Regions from separate parts of the Sus scrofa genome. Here region 1 is linked to region 2. The links are chromatin contacts, called in public Hi-C maps. All regions are on one chromosome and are shown on one strand. The core of a region is the stretch at or near the end of the contact, and the rest is flanking DNA. Distances in the headings are between cores, read along the strand shown. Region 1 has its middle 120 kb from the start of SLC45A1. Region 2 has its middle 64 kb from the start of ERRFI1.

What was found. Hi-C and Micro-C count contacts between places; a contact is called where the count stands out from the background.
Region 1: a Hi-C map of liver shows a contact between it and region 2, with 5 times the contacts expected there. The contact joins two enhancer-like sites. A contact is called at or near these places in 1 of 5 promoter capture datasets (liver) and 5 of 47 Hi-C or Micro-C datasets (liver, retroperitoneal adipose tissue and skeletal muscle).

The regions. Positions count from the first base shown.
Region 1 is chr6:68,816,443-68,819,143 of Sscrofa11.1, reverse strand. No RefSeq gene overlaps it. Among named protein-coding and RNA genes, the nearest start is that of SLC45A1, 120 kb to the left of the region's middle. Within about 2 kb of position 1,278, at least 37 of the 83 cell types and tissues checked have an H3K27ac peak or open chromatin away from gene starts, as enhancers often do. A contact at or near this core is called in liver, retroperitoneal adipose tissue and skeletal muscle, where this site is marked.
Region 2 is chr6:68,744,960-68,747,692 of Sscrofa11.1, reverse strand. No RefSeq gene overlaps it. Among named protein-coding and RNA genes, the nearest start is that of ERRFI1, 64 kb to the right of the region's middle. Within about 2 kb of position 1,307, at least 29 of the 83 cell types and tissues checked have an H3K27ac peak or open chromatin away from gene starts, as enhancers often do. A contact at or near this core is called in liver, retroperitoneal adipose tissue and skeletal muscle, where this site is marked.

The DNA.
Region 1 (2,701 bases), core at 29-2,528, 71 kb before region 2:
GCCTTTGAAAACATGCACCTCATCAAATCCATTTCCAGAAGAGCACCAGCGGCGCCTCTGCCTGAAGACAAAGTCCTAAATGCCACCCAACTCTGGGCAAGCTGGCACCTCTGCCAGCCAGCTGTGACACCCCTACCCCCTGGCACTGCACCACCACCGGCCAACTCTGGGGAATGTCTTGCTGCTCCATTTCCCTCCCTGCCCCTGCCTGTCCCTCTGCTTTCTTTTTCTTTCCTTTTTTTTTTTTTTTTTTGTCTTTTGTATGTTCAGGGCGACACCCGCTCCATATGAAGGTTCCCAGGCTAGGGATCTAATTGGAGCTGAAGCTGCTGGCCTACGCCACAGCCACAGCCACGCGGGATCTGAGCTGCATCTGCGACCTGCACCACAGCTCACGGCAACACCAGATCCTTCACCCACTGAGCGAGGCCAGGGATCGAACCCGCGACCTCATGGTTCCTAGTCCGATTCGTTTCCACTGAGCCATGACGGGAACTCCCCCTCTGCTTTCTTTTTGGTGCCACCTGCTGTGCCCCATGCCCTCCCCTGTGAGGCCGGCATGTTCTGGCTCAGCTGAGCCCTGGTGGTTAAGGCAGCCTCTGTGGAAGGAGCTGGATCCAGGAGGCCGTGGTGTCAGATGCTGTCCTGGGCCTTGACCTGCTCTTCCCATTGATCCCTCCGAAGAGGAAAACCCTGGCACGATTCCACAGGTGAGAACACAGTCAGGTGCCCATCACCAGGGGATGGTGGAGCCCCAGGCCCACAGCCCTGACCATCACCTTGGGCTGCCAATGGCAGAGTGAGGCATCCGGTGACAACCCTTGGTGGAGCCCACCTGGCCCACCTGGAGTCTGCTTAGATCCAAGGCGACACTGGCCACCTTCTTATGTGTGTTCAGGATTCACTGTGTGTTCAGCCTGGTCCTCCCTGCAGCTTGCAGCTTGCAGCTTGCCTTTCTTCCCCATGGGGTAGGGGTGGGGGTACGGGGACAGGCCTCTATCCCGGGACCGCCTCCCTCTGCTCCCTGCAGAACCAGAGATCTGATTACAAAGAGGGAGCCCTCCGGTCACACTTCCTGGGGGCCAGATGTGTGGGCTTGCATTTCAGGCAGTCCCTCCACGTGGTTGATGAATTTGAACAGGATGAAACTTTGGCCTTTGTCACTTTTTATTTTTTTATGTTTTTAATTAAATTGCCTGGGTCACTGACACCGAGCAGAGACTGTGAAATGCAGCCTTGCATTTTGTTAATGATACACCATCTGTTTGTTCACGCTGTGTGATCACATGATCTTTGCTCTGCAGAACATCCTGTCTCACTGGCCTAAACCAGTTTGTGGGTGAAATGCTTGGGATGGGTGCCAGGCAGTCCCTTTCTTTCTTTCTTCCCTTCTTCCTTTCTCTTTCTTTCTTTCGTTCGCTCATTCTTTCTCTTCCTTCCTTCTCTTTCTTCTCCTTCTTCTACCCTCCCTCCCTCTCTTCCTTCCTTCCTTTCTTTTCTTTCTCTCTTCCTTCCCCCCACCATCCCTCCCTCCCTCCCTCCCTCTCTCCCCCGTTTGGAGATTGTCTATTGAACCCAGACTTGTCATGGGCAGCATTTCTGTTACCGCTTATGGCACCAAATCACCCCACTTCCATTGCAGTATTTTAGCCTGACTTCTGGAAGGTGCCAGCAGAGACCAGATAAGGTAGAAAGAGCTCAGACACGCAGGGGAGAAAGCCCACAGGAGGCATTTGAGGGCAGTGCCACTCACCTACGGCTCAGAGGTTGCAGAGAAATCAGCTGGGACCCCCAGGGAAAGAGATGCTGGGACTGGAGCACCCCTCTGACCTCACCAGGGAGTGTCGCTGACCCATCCCACAGGGTAATTAGATTAAATCCCTGGAGAGTGTTGTATCCCGGTGTTTTTAAGAACTTTACATTTTCATCAGAGAGGTCAAGAGAGGCGGAGACAGAGGATGCGCTGCAGGTGGATCGCAGGTGCGGCAAGGAACCCAGTGAAGAATGAATGAGACTTGGATGCTGACCTATTGTTTCTATGACAGAAGATGCACAGCCGTGAACTCCTACTGATAAACCCTTCAGGGGAGTTCCCATCGTGGTACAGCAGAAACAAATCCAACTAGTATCCATGAGGATGCGGGTTCGATCCCTGGCCTCGCTCAGTGGGTTAAGGATCCAGCATTGCTGTGGCTGTGGTGTAGGCCAGCAGCTGTAGCTCTGATTGGACCCCTAGCCTGGGAACCTCTGTATGCTGTGGGTGTGGCCCTAACAAGAAAAAAACAAAAAAACCCAAAAAACCCTTCAGACCTTCGACAGCTCCAAAGTGTTGGAACAGCTGCCCTCAGACACGCACCTTGGTAGCCAGACTCTGAAAAGCCATGGCTTAGTTGTTGTGTGACGTTGTGTGATGAGGTGACATGCCACCCCAGTAAGGGAGTGGGTCGTGGGAGTGCACCTCTGAAGGGACCAGGTGACTGGAGTCCCAGGGAGGCTGTAGGGAGGGTACCCGGATGTGGCTCATGCCAATGGCATGTAAAAGCCAGAGGTGCTCACGCACATGGAATCCTAGCAACACACCTGCCAGCAAGGATCCCTCTGTGTCTCGGCTTCTCCCTTATGCTGAATCCCTGGTGACTGTCCTGTCCCCTCCCTTCCATCTGATTTCGCTTTCTGGTTGTAACTGGGGAGAGGAAGGCAC
Region 2 (2,733 bases), core at 58-2,557:
TGGATTTCCAAGGCGTAGCCTCTTGGGATATTAAACCCCAAAGGGAGTTTGATGGATGAGAAGGGATCCAGAAACCAACAGCCCTCAGCTCTGAAGTCTGTTCATCAAGAGGATTTTAAAATCCCTTCCCTTCGGTTAAGAGTAAATTATTTCGTTTCAGCCTTTCAGAGATGAGTGTTTCTGCTCCCGGGACAGGGGTGACATTGGAAGGGCAGAGCATTTACAACCTGAAGACCTGGGTTTTAGTTTCTGTTCTGCCACTTCCTAGTAGGAGGTTAGGGAAGTGAAGCAACAGCCCTGAGCCTCAGTTTCCTCATCTCTAAAATGGGGCGATAAAATGACCTCACTAAGATTGTTACGGTCTTGGAAAGCCTGGTGAGGGCACCCTGCGACTGTTTAGCCGATGCATATCTTAAAGCAACTGGAAGTCGTTATTTTATGCCTGGAAAATTTCACAGTTAAAAGTATTTTAAAAGTCACGATTACGGAGAGAACAAACTACTTTCAATGTCATTACCAAGGGTACTGGCTTCAAAGCCTCTCTTTGTAAAGACAGCTCCACGCATCCCTGAAGGATTCTAGATACTCATCTGCAGACCCGTGGAATTACCTTAGCAATGATGACAAATAAATACATGCATTTTATGTCAAGAGCAAAAACTGTGTCCCCTTTGTGCTGACAACCAGCTTTCCAACTGTAGTTAAATGCTCCACAAGAGCGCGTGGAGACGCGGGTTTACAAGGCGTTTGGAGGGATTCCGATGTTTTCCTGCCTCCTGCACTTCGGCTCACTCCCCCGTGGAAAATGTCACTTGTGCCAACGGTGGAGAAGCTGCCAGCTCCTTCTGATTTATAGCCTTTTCCTGTGAACCGCCTCTCAGAGCTGAAAGCAGGATGTTACGTTCATGTTTGCTTTTGACTTCTCCCCCCACGCCAGGCGTTTACATCAATTTAGACGAAGAAGCCAAAATCTCCGCTGTGCTGTTTGATCCCTGGTTGAAGTACACACTCACCACCTCCCGACCCTTGGCCCTTCTCACCTCCAGTGATGATTGTGGAGGAGGAGATCCTGGGTTTCAGAGAGAAACACAGAGCCTGGTTCTGCTTGAGAGAGCATCTCCCTCTCCCTCTGAGTCCTCGGGGGCTCCCATGAGACTGTGGCATCCCCACGTTTGGATTCCCCCCCCCAAAAAAAAAAAGTTATCATTAAATCTCTGCCAAGATTTAAAAAGCACAGTGGATGGAGTGACTTCACATTTGAATGAAACAGGCAATTCGCTGGGTGGAGTTAATGAGGGGAGAGGTGAGTCACGATGGCGTCTGAGTATAATTACAGCCCATTTAGAACTGAGCACGTAGGTACGTGACCTTTATTCTCCACCAAGGCTGCACCAACGTTCACTGCCAAGCTGACACGGACAACCCGGGGGGGGACAAATCCAAACTGGCAGAAGCCACGCATGGGATCGTGTTCGTGGTGATTAGATGGCTTGGAGAATGGATGAGGTGGGGAGAAGCCCTGTGCTTCCATCAGTTACACACCTGACGGGGTTCAAGGGACCCCGGGGACAGGGGGCTGGTCTCCAAGGCTTGGAGCAGAATCCCTGCCATTGTGTTCCCGTCCATAATCGCTGTTACTCGGACAGACCCCGTGTTGAGCTCCTCCGATGTCTCCTCCCTGCCTCCCTCCCCTGTTACCTTACATCCAAATACCAAACTTTTGGATTCCCTTCCCCCCTCCCCAGGAAGGAGGATGGAGGGATGGGGGATTCTCCCCCCACCTGCTGCTCCTAACTGCTCAGACACATATCACAAATAGCCCGATTCGATGGTTATTCCCCTGTGAGATTACAAGCTCATTGGCCCTAGAAACTATGTCTTCTTACCACCATTTTTTTATGCCCTGCGGCGCCAACACAGTCTATGATCAAAAAGTATCTGTTGAATGAACAAAGATGTTAAGGGGCCCTGTCGGAGCCACCACCAACATCTTGACTCTGATGGACAGAAGTCCTTTAATGCCCTTCTCATCACCAAGGTCACACCAGTTATCCTGTGTCTTTCAGAAAGATGCCCCATCTTGCAGAAAGCAGACAAAATCACTTGGCAGCAGTAGAGGTTAAGTTCCTAGATGCTTTGAACAGATAATCTTGCTTTAAAAGATAACAAACCCTGAGATCACTAGTATGTGGAATCTAATAAAAAATGATACAGGAGGAGTTCCCGTTGTGGTGCAGTGGTTAACGAATCTGACTAGGAACCATGAGGTTGCGGGTTCGATCCCTGGCCTCGCTCAGTGGGTTGAGGATCCGGCGTTGCCGTGAGCTGTGGTGTAGATGGCAGACGTGGCTGGGATCCTGTGTTGCTGTGGCTCTGGTGTAGGCCGGTGGCTATGGCTCCGATTCGACCCCTTGAGCCTAGAACCTCCATATGCTTCGGGAAACGGCCCTAGAAAAGGCAGAAAGACAAAAAAAAAAAAAAAAAAAAAAAAAAAGAAAGAAAAAAAAAAGAAAGAAAGAAATAAAGAAAAGGAAGATCCACTGCAGTCCATCTCGTTATTCATCAGAAATTGTGGCAAATTATATGAGATTTCACTTTTGTTTGAGAAATTCTTGCGTAAGAAGGAAAAATAAGTATCACCCATATCGATGTGCCTACACTCATCCATGGCATATGTGTTAGAAGTCAGCCTTGCCAGCGTTTTGAAGACATTGCTCAAAAATACAAGTTATC